Linked DNA regions of Mus musculus: all the other regions are linked to region 1. A link is a contact called in public HiChIP or PLAC-seq data. All regions are on one chromosome and are shown on one strand. Each heading gives the region's core, a stretch centred on a gene start, on an enhancer-like site or on the middle of the called end of the contact. The rest is flanking DNA. Distances are from core to core; before and after follow the strand shown. Region 1 holds the start of Rabif (RAB interacting factor). Region 2 holds the start of Ppfia4 (protein tyrosine phosphatase, receptor type, f polypeptide (PTPRF), interacting protein (liprin), alpha 4). Region 3 holds the start of Myog (myogenin).

The links. HiChIP or PLAC-seq counts read pairs in DNA pulled down with a chosen protein or histone mark.
Region 2: an H3K27ac HiChIP or PLAC-seq map of embryonic stem cells shows a contact between it and region 1, with 4 times the contacts expected there. The contact joins the promoter of Ppfia4 here to the promoter of Rabif in region 1. A contact is called at or near these places in 20 of 39 promoter capture datasets (the 3T3-L1 cell line, the C10 cell line, the HPC-7 cell line and 13 more), 8 of 484 Hi-C or Micro-C datasets (the MNK3 cell line, differentiating embryonic stem cells, embryonic stem cells and 2 more), 15 of 115 datasets of contacts at active chromatin or transcription factors (the HPC-7 cell line, embryonic fibroblasts, embryonic stem cells and 3 more) and 4 of 9 other capture datasets (adipose tissue, embryonic stem cells, liver and 1 more).
Region 3: a contact with region 1 is called in an H3K27ac HiChIP or PLAC-seq map of embryonic stem cells, with 5 read pairs. The contact joins the promoter of Myog here to the promoter of Rabif in region 1. A contact is called at or near these places in 1 of 115 datasets of contacts at active chromatin or transcription factors (embryonic stem cells) and 1 of 9 other capture datasets (adipose tissue).

The regions. Positions count from the first base shown.
Region 1 is chr1:134,493,386-134,496,097 of GRCm38.p6, forward strand. It overlaps Rabif (RAB interacting factor), which reads left to right and starts at 1,254. Exons shown (of 2, transcript NM_145510.2): 1 at 1,254-1,424. The coding sequence starts at 1,299.
Region 2 is chr1:134,343,193-134,346,099 of GRCm38.p6, forward strand. It overlaps Ppfia4 (protein tyrosine phosphatase, receptor type, f polypeptide (PTPRF), interacting protein (liprin), alpha 4), which reads right to left and starts at 1,524. Exons shown (of 29, transcript NM_001374777.1): 1 at 1,401-1,524. Tmem183a (transmembrane protein 183A) reads right to left here. Exons shown (of 8, transcript NM_020588.2): 8 at 2,905-2,907.
Region 3 is chr1:134,288,676-134,291,417 of GRCm38.p6, forward strand. Myog (myogenin) reads left to right here and starts at 1,329. Exons shown (of 3, transcript NM_031189.2): 1 at 1,329-1,851; 2 at 2,418-2,499. The coding sequence starts at 1,381. Myoparr (myogenin promoter-associated myogenic regulatory antisense lncRNA) reads right to left here and starts at 1,086. Exons shown (of 1, transcript NR_160520.1): 1 at 1-1,086.

The DNA of each region.
Region 1 (2,712 bases), core at 4-2,503:
TCAAGACAGGGTTTCTCTGTGTAGCCCTGGCTGTCCTGGAACTAACTCTGTAGACCAGGCTGGCCTCGAACTCAGAAATTTGCCTGCCTCTGCCTCCCAAGTGCTGGGATTAAAGGCTGTGCCACCATTGCCCAGCTTTAAATTTGATCCTTTTCTAGTGTACCCTGTGTCTAAAATCTTTCATTCCTGACAACCAAATGGTTAATTAAAATGATACCTACGGGGCCTGGAGAGATGAGTCATGGTTGAGTGCCAGCTGATGACTGTTCTTTCAGAGGATCTGGGCTGGGTTCCTGGCACCCATGTGGAAGGTTACAACAGTCAGTAACTCCAGTTCCAGACATCTTGTGCCCTCTTCTGGTCTCCACAGGCGCAAACACAATGCACTTACATGTAAGCCAAACACTTATAAAAAATATCTTTAAATAAATAAGTGGGTGTGCAGTGGTTGTGCATGCCTTTAATCCCAGCTAAGGTGGCCAGATCTGTCTGAGAACAACCAGGGCTACACAGAGCAACCCTGCCTTGAAAAACAAATACAGAGATAAAAGACCCAACATCCTAGACAGCTGTTTCCTAATCCATTTCTGAAATTGTTCTATTATATTTGAGTCTATGACCTTCTCAGGTTACTATTCTCACATACACAATGTCCATCATCATGTAATGTGGGACTAACAGGGGAGCAAGACTGCATTCTAGAACAGTAAGGTGGCTTAATTCCCTCGTTCTGATGTCCTATACACATTGCAAACCTTAGCCTTCTTCCTGTATTATGCCCGAGGGCATACCCTCTAAGGAAATGACGTTTTCAAAATTACTATAAGCAACGCTTTGCTACCTAATAAATGGCCACTATTAGTCTAGGCTTAATATTATCACACTTTTCGCAACACTAAATGTACTAAGCATTATACATACTTCTTACATAGAAAGCAATTGTTTTGTATCTAAATCTTGCTGAGGTGTGACCTGACCCGAATTATCGCCATCTACTCATGAGGCAAGGGAAATATCCCAAGAGTTAGTGGTAAGGCTAGCCATAGTGATTTGCTTAGGCCAATATTAAGGGCGCCTGGGAGACCAGGTATAGTGAAAAAGGATTGTCACAAGTAACTCCTGACACTTCCGTCCGGCAATAGAGAAAGGCGCCTGCGCAATAGAGTTCAGACGCCTGCGCAGAGGTACAGCGAGAGGCACGGGCGGGGCGCCCCCAGGGACCTGCGCCAGCGTAGTTCCGGGTGAGCCAGCTCAGATCGCGCGTGCGCCGTTGTGGCTGATGGTGTGGCGGCACGGCGATGGAACCCTGCGAGCTGCAGAACGAGCTCGTGTCAGCCGAGGGCCGGAACCGGAAGGCGGTGCTGTGCCAGCGTTGTGGCTCTCGGGTGCTGCAGCCAGGGACTGCTCTTTTCTCTCGCCGGCAGGTAGGAAAGTGCTTGATGCTGCTTAGAGTCGCGCTGTCCTGAGCGACCCAGCGGCTCCGGGTTGCTCCTGGTTCCCAGGTTTCCGGAGACCGCGCCCTTCCTTGCGCGTCTTTGCCCCTCCCCGCGTCGTGAGGCCCCGCCCACTGGCTTGGTTGGGGACTGGGACCCTCGTGTCGAGGCACAGTTGCCTGGTCCCCTAAACTGTTCTCTCTCGCAGAGTACTCCCTCAGAGGGTGTGCCTGTCCTAGGCGGCCCACCCGCCCCCAGGCTTTGGGTATCCTGCGCGAGCTAAGGGACGAACCCTAGCCCCCTGTTTCCTGGAGCTCTGGCTAACCTGCTGTACCCCGCAGGTGTATCTCCAGCCACCACTCGGTGTCGCCCCAGGGCACCTAAGAATCACTGGATTTCCTTCCCACCATAGCTTTTATCCATCTTTCAGTCCCTACTTGTCTCATTTGCTTCTCCCCAGAGGAGCTCCAGGATCAAGTTTGGTGGAGAGAATTCACACCGAGTGACTGCTAGTACCCAACTTTTCTAAGTCCCCCGAGATACAATTCCCAGGACGAGGCATTTCGAATAGATTTCGAAGGTTAACCATTCTTTTCTTGCAGTTAGGACTTTTTCATGTAGGATTTTGTGTGTGTGTGTGTGTGTGTGTGTGTGTGAAAGGTTTATAAAGTTAAATTTTAATTAAAGTGAAAGAGAAAGCACACTCCTGATGATAAGAGGTAATCTGGAATCTGAATCCTAAGGGTCCCCCACCCCCGTGTGTGTGTGTGTGTGTGTGTGTGTGTGTGTGTGTGTGTGTGTGTGTGTATGTGTGTTTAAGTTGTTTGTTTGTTTGACAGGGTCTCCCTATGTAGCCTTGGCTGGCTTGGAACTTGCTCTGTAGACCCAGCTGGCCTCTAACTTAAGAGGTCCACCTGGACTCCCCACTGCTAGGGATTAAAGGTATGAGCCGCGTATGGTAGGGTTTTAAAATAAGTGTCTTAAACCACCATCACCCCAATGAGAAAACTGAAAGAAAAAAAAAGTTTCTGAGCCCTTTTTTTTAAGTGTAACATGCGATCCTATTGGATAGTACAAACTAAATTGCTTTCAGACCCTCATTATAAATGGTTTGTAAGAAGCCACTGTTCTTTCAAGTGGTGGAGAGTCACATACAGCAGTGTCTGCTGCAAGAGCGTGTTCTGATGGCCTTGTCTGTGGAGTGGGTGGAAGTCCGTTTTAATAAGAACTACTCGGACAGGTAGTAGAGTTCTCCACTTATTTTGTAAAGTTAGTGGCC
Region 2 (2,907 bases), core at 274-2,773, 150 kb before region 1:
GCACAGTGTCTAGGGCCCCCAAAGCCCCCCAACCCAATGTGCTATCCCTCGTCTCATTACTTTGGGACATCATTTATCTTGAGAAGCCTCCTCAAATCTTAGCCCCAAATCTAAGAAAATAGCCAATATAAACCATTCAAGCTGTCATTTTTACTAAAGACTATCTGGCCAGTTAACAGAGGTGTGGATTCTGTGGGTTAAGATCCGGTTGGCTTTTTTGTTTTGTTTTGTTTCTGCCATTCCACTAACAGGATAACTAAAATGTATATAGGGGAATGTGTGCCTATTTCGGGTACCATCTACCTGCTCCATGGCCTTTAACAGCTTTTGGATAGGCAAGTATCTATCTCTCTAGTATGGTGTCTGGCATGTAGTAGGTGCCCAATAAATGTTTACTCAATATTGAATAAAGTACTAAGAGCCAATTCCAACAAGTCTGGAAAGGACTGCAGGGAGTCCCTGAAACCTGGCTCCTGGAACAGCCTTCTTAAGCTCACACCAGGAGGGACTCATCAGGCTAAGCACAGCCCCCTTAACCACTTGCTCTCCACGAACAAGTACTGAGGAGCTGCCTCAACTCTCCTCCTCTCCAACACATCTCTCCTCAAAGGTGACATCAGCACCTAGTGGCACTTAGTGCTAGATCCCTCCTCCTTCTCAGAGAAACCACCTACAACATATTTCCAAGTCCTCCAGGCCAACCTCCCTTCCTACCAATCATAAAACCCTCAACACCCGTGCTGGGAAATACCCCTACTGTGTTCACTAATCAACCCTATCATTCCCACCCCCACCCCAGTTCAGTAATCTCTATTACGAACCTCTTTTCCTGTTGCGCCCACCCTCATCCCCACCCCCAACCAGGCCCTCGGCTGGCCATTCCTTCCACCCCACCGCCCCAGCACTGCGGAGATGGGGGCATCTCTGGTACAGCCTGACAGTTGAAGGAATGCAGAGCTGGCGATAGTAACCAAGGGCGAAAAGAGGCATGCGGGAAGGAGGAAGACCCCCGGGAAGATCGAAGACTTCAGCCTCTCACCAGCGCTCGCCCAAAGAAGCAGAGTTGGCCCCCAAGCCCAGAGGCGCTTTTGCTCTGACTCTCCTGGAGAGGATGAGGGGGCGCAGTCCACCCGGCTGCCCCCTCCCAGAGAGAGGATGGAGCTGAGGGCGAACTCCACGCCCTCCCTGCAAAACGGGCATCGACCCCCATCCTCATCCCCAAGGGCACAGGGCACAGCAAAGGCGAGGGGCAACGAATTCCGCGCCCCGCAGAGATACATCCAGACCAGAAGAGGCTGTTTCCCAAGGCGCACTAACAGAGACTCCTCCTCAAACTGTTCAGGGGAGCTGGAGCTGGGAAAAGGGGTATCCTTCCCCGCGGAGTGGCTGTGGGTGCTCACCTGCGTGGAATCGCCGAAGGCCCAGCGGTAGCAGGGCGCCGCCCCCGACCTCGGCAGCGCGAGGCGTCCTAGAGGCAAGCCTGCAAAGGTAGCTGCAGCCTCCACCGCCCAGTACCGTGGCCTCAAGGACCCGCCCCCTTCCTCCGCGGATACCCTGGCCCCACCCCTAAGGGCGGGGCCTGGCCATATCCCCCGAGGCCACGCCCCCACGCCCGGGCGCTCCCCAGCCCTGGTTCGCACGTGACAAGGGCGCTGCTTTGATGCTGTGCGCCATCTTGGTCGAGCCTGAGAGGGCAGGGCAAGCATTTAATCTGGTAGATGTTCTGGCCCTAAAACTTGGAATGCAGAGCACATCCCTCTTTTCCTCTGTTGAACTCACCTTCCTAAGTCTAGTCTGTTCCCTAAATGGCCAGTCGTCTGTCGCCCTTCACACCTGTTCTCGCTCACATATTTTTAAGTGGAGAAACTGGAAACCCAGATACTCTTGTATTGTAGTATGTGCCTCAGTGAATTGTGACTTGCTTTTGGGCATGTGACTGCCCTAACGCTGTTACTACAAAATGAAGTGTTTGTCTGATACATACATCCTATGAAAACATGCTCAAATGCCAAAATTCTGACAAATTTTAGCTAAACCGATTTTCCTGAATTGTTCCCTTTCCCTGCCCCCGTGGCTATTAATGTATCTTTTCCATCTGGTTTGTGAAATTTCATTTCAGTGCCTACTCAAATCCTTCACAGATACCCCATAAGCACTGTTATGAGTGTGAAGAACTGTTTTGGGTTTGGTTTTTTTTTTTTTTTTTTTTTTTTCTCCCTTTTTAGGTTTTTAAGACAGGGTTTTTCTGTGCAGCCCTGGCTGTTCCGGAACTATGTAGACCAGGCTGGCCTCCATCTCCTAGATTCACCTGCTTCTGCAGGCTGCCTGTGCTGCCACCACCCAGCAGCAGTGAACTGTTCTATATACAATGTGCACATAGGCAGTTACAGATATATACACATCTTGCAACAGTGTCCTATAAAGGCTGAAGCTGAGGTCAGTTAACATAGCCTTTCATTCCCTCTCTCCCAATATATCCAATTTTCCTTTCATCTTTAGAAAATGGCAAGGAAATTAATTCTGATAGGGGTTGAGAGGAGCTGAATCTGTTATTTGTCTGACACTCTGAACAAGAATATATACATCAAGAAGTGAAAAACATTAGTCAGTTTTTAAACCCAGAGCCTACCAAGTTTCAGTCGTTCTCTAGGTGGACTAGTTTTTACAAAAAGGCAATCCTTGACTCTTCACACCCTTCCATTAACAAAACATGAATAATGCCAGAAAAGGCAACTCAGCCAATGCTGAGGAGACTGCAGCCATGGTAACCATGAAGAACCATTTTACCAAGTGTTGGCAATGTGCTAAGACCACAGCAGAGGCAGCAGGAACTTCAAAGGGAGGCTATAGCATCTATCATCATACCATGGAGTTTGACATAAAAACTCACAAGTTGAGCCAGAAAAC
Region 3 (2,742 bases), core at 79-2,578, 200 kb before region 1:
CCAAACACAGACACTATTACATATGCCAGCAAGATTTTGCTGAAAGAACCCTGATATAGCTGCCTCTTGTGAGGCTATGCCAGTGCCTGGCAAATACAGAAGTGGATGCTCACAGTCAGCTATTGGATGGAACACAGGGCCCCCAATGGAGGAGCTAGAGAAAGTACCCAAGGAACTGAAGGGGTCTGCAACCCTATAGGTGGAACAACAATATGAACTAACCAGTACCCCCAGAGCTCATGTCTCTAGCTGCATATGTAGCAGAAGATGGCCTAGTCGGCCATCATTGGGAAGAGAGGCCCCTTGGTATTGCAAACTATATGCCCCAGTACAGGGGAACGCCAGGGCCAAGAAGTGGGAATGAGTGGGTAGGGGAGCAGGGCGGGGGGAGGGGGGGTATAGGGAACTTTTGGGATAGCATTTGAAATGTAAATGAAGAAAATATCTAATAAAAAATAATTTAAAAAAGAGCGTCAGACAGGGGACTGAACAGCTCTTGACTAGGGGAGAAGAAGGCAATGTAGAGTAGTCTGTGAGTTCTAATCCTTGCTAAACACTGACTTCACCTGACCCCTACTACTTAAGGCCCCCCCCCTTACTTAAGAAGTCCCTGTGTTCTCTTACTTCAATCTACCCCCAACATCATGAGACCTGGTCAAAGAAGCTGTAGAAACCCAAAAGTTGAATCCATTTGCCCTTCTGGGTTTCTGTCTTTGCCTCCATGGACGATAGGGACACACACACACACACACACACACACACACACACACACACGCCCCAAATCTGGAGTGGTCCTGATGTGGTAGTGGTAGGTCTTTAGGGGTCTCATGGGACTGACATAGTATGGTTTAAGGTGCTGCTGAGCAGGAAAGAGAAGGCTAAGTGGATTTTCAAGACCCCTTCCCGTCCGTCCAAGACAACCCCTTTCTTGTTCCCTTCCTGCCCTGTCCACCAGCTGCCTTGGACCATGGAGGAGAGAGTAGGCAGGAGGCCCGGGTAGGAGTAATTGAAAGGAGCAGATGAGACGGGGGAATGCACCCACCCCCACCTTCCCTGCCCCACAGGGGCTGTGGAGAAATGAAAACTAATCAAATTACAGCCGACGGCCTCCCGACCCGTGCACAGGAGCCGCCTGGGCCAGGGGCAGGCCTGCAGGGTGGGGTGGGGGCAAAAGGAGAGGGAAGGGGAATCACATGTAATCCACTGGAAACGTCTTGATGTGCAGCAACAGCTTAGAGGGGGGCTCAGGTTTCTGTGGCGTTGGCTATATTTATCTCTGGGTTCATGCCAGCAGGGAGGGTTTAAATGGCACCCAGCAGTTGGTGTGAGGGGCTGCGGGAGCTTGGGGGCCAGTGGCAGGAACAAGCCTTTTCCGACCTGATGGAGCTGTATGAGACATCCCCCTATTTCTACCAGGAGCCCCACTTCTATGATGGGGAAAACTACCTTCCTGTCCACCTTCAGGGCTTCGAGCCCCCGGGCTATGAGCGGACTGAGCTCAGCTTAAGCCCGGAAGCCCGAGGGCCCCTGGAAGAAAAGGGACTGGGGACCCCTGAGCATTGTCCAGGCCAGTGCCTGCCGTGGGCATGTAAGGTGTGTAAGAGGAAGTCTGTGTCGGTGGACCGGAGGAGGGCAGCCACACTGAGGGAGAAGCGCAGGCTCAAGAAAGTGAATGAGGCCTTCGAGGCCCTGAAGAGGAGCACCCTGCTCAACCCCAACCAGCGGCTGCCTAAAGTGGAGATCCTGCGCAGCGCCATCCAGTACATTGAGCGCCTACAGGCCTTGCTCAGCTCCCTCAACCAGGAGGAGCGCGATCTCCGCTACAGAGGCGGGGGCGGGCCCCAGCCCATGGTAAGTGGCTAGTACACCAGATCCAGGGATAGGGCCAGAGGGAGGTGCCTGGTCAGCCCCGGGCCACCAGAGCTAGAACAGGTGCAAAGCAGGGCCCTTGGGATCCCTGGACCCCTTTCCTTGTCGGCTAGACTGTCCAGTGGCCTTCTGGGCTCATACTGTTTCCAAAATACAGATGGGGTAGGGTGGACTGGCACAGGAGAACAGAAGGGGCCCGGAAACAAGCCTGCAGTAAGGGCTTTGGTGAGCCTAGGTGAAAATGAGGGAAAAGTGGCCTAAGAAACCTGCTTTGTCCCAAGTCCACAGCCTTCATTTTTGACCTGACGAAACACATTAGAATGCCCACAGGCCTGCTCAGGAGCCACCGTAACAAAATACTGTGGTTTATCACCCTCACCGCCGAAATGAAAGCAAAGTTCTCATCCTAGAAGCTAGGAAAGACCTAGAAGTAGGATGTCTATGGTAACATTCTAGGGTAGGCAACTGACCCTGTAACCCAGGCAGAGAGAAATACCTGAGACTGGCAGTAGACTTGACCTTGGACCTTGGCCTTGTCTTGCATGCAGGTGCCCAGTGAATGCAACTCCCACAGCGCCTCCTGCAGTCCGGAGTGGGGCAATGCACTGGAGTTCGGTCCCAACCCAGGAGGTAAGTGAATCCTGACCCTGGTAACATGGCTCAAATCCCTTAGTCCCTACCTAGGCTGGGCTTGTACCCTTACCATAAGCCCTGTCCCAATCACCCTTCAGCAGCTTTTCTAGGAACTTGCTGACCTGAGGGCCCCAAATGGTGGGCTGGAGACCCTGTGCCTCCCGGTAGCCTTGACCAGCTAAAGAGTAGTCAGAGCCTCCAGCAACTTCCCTGCTGGTCTCTGACCTCAGAGAGAAGAGC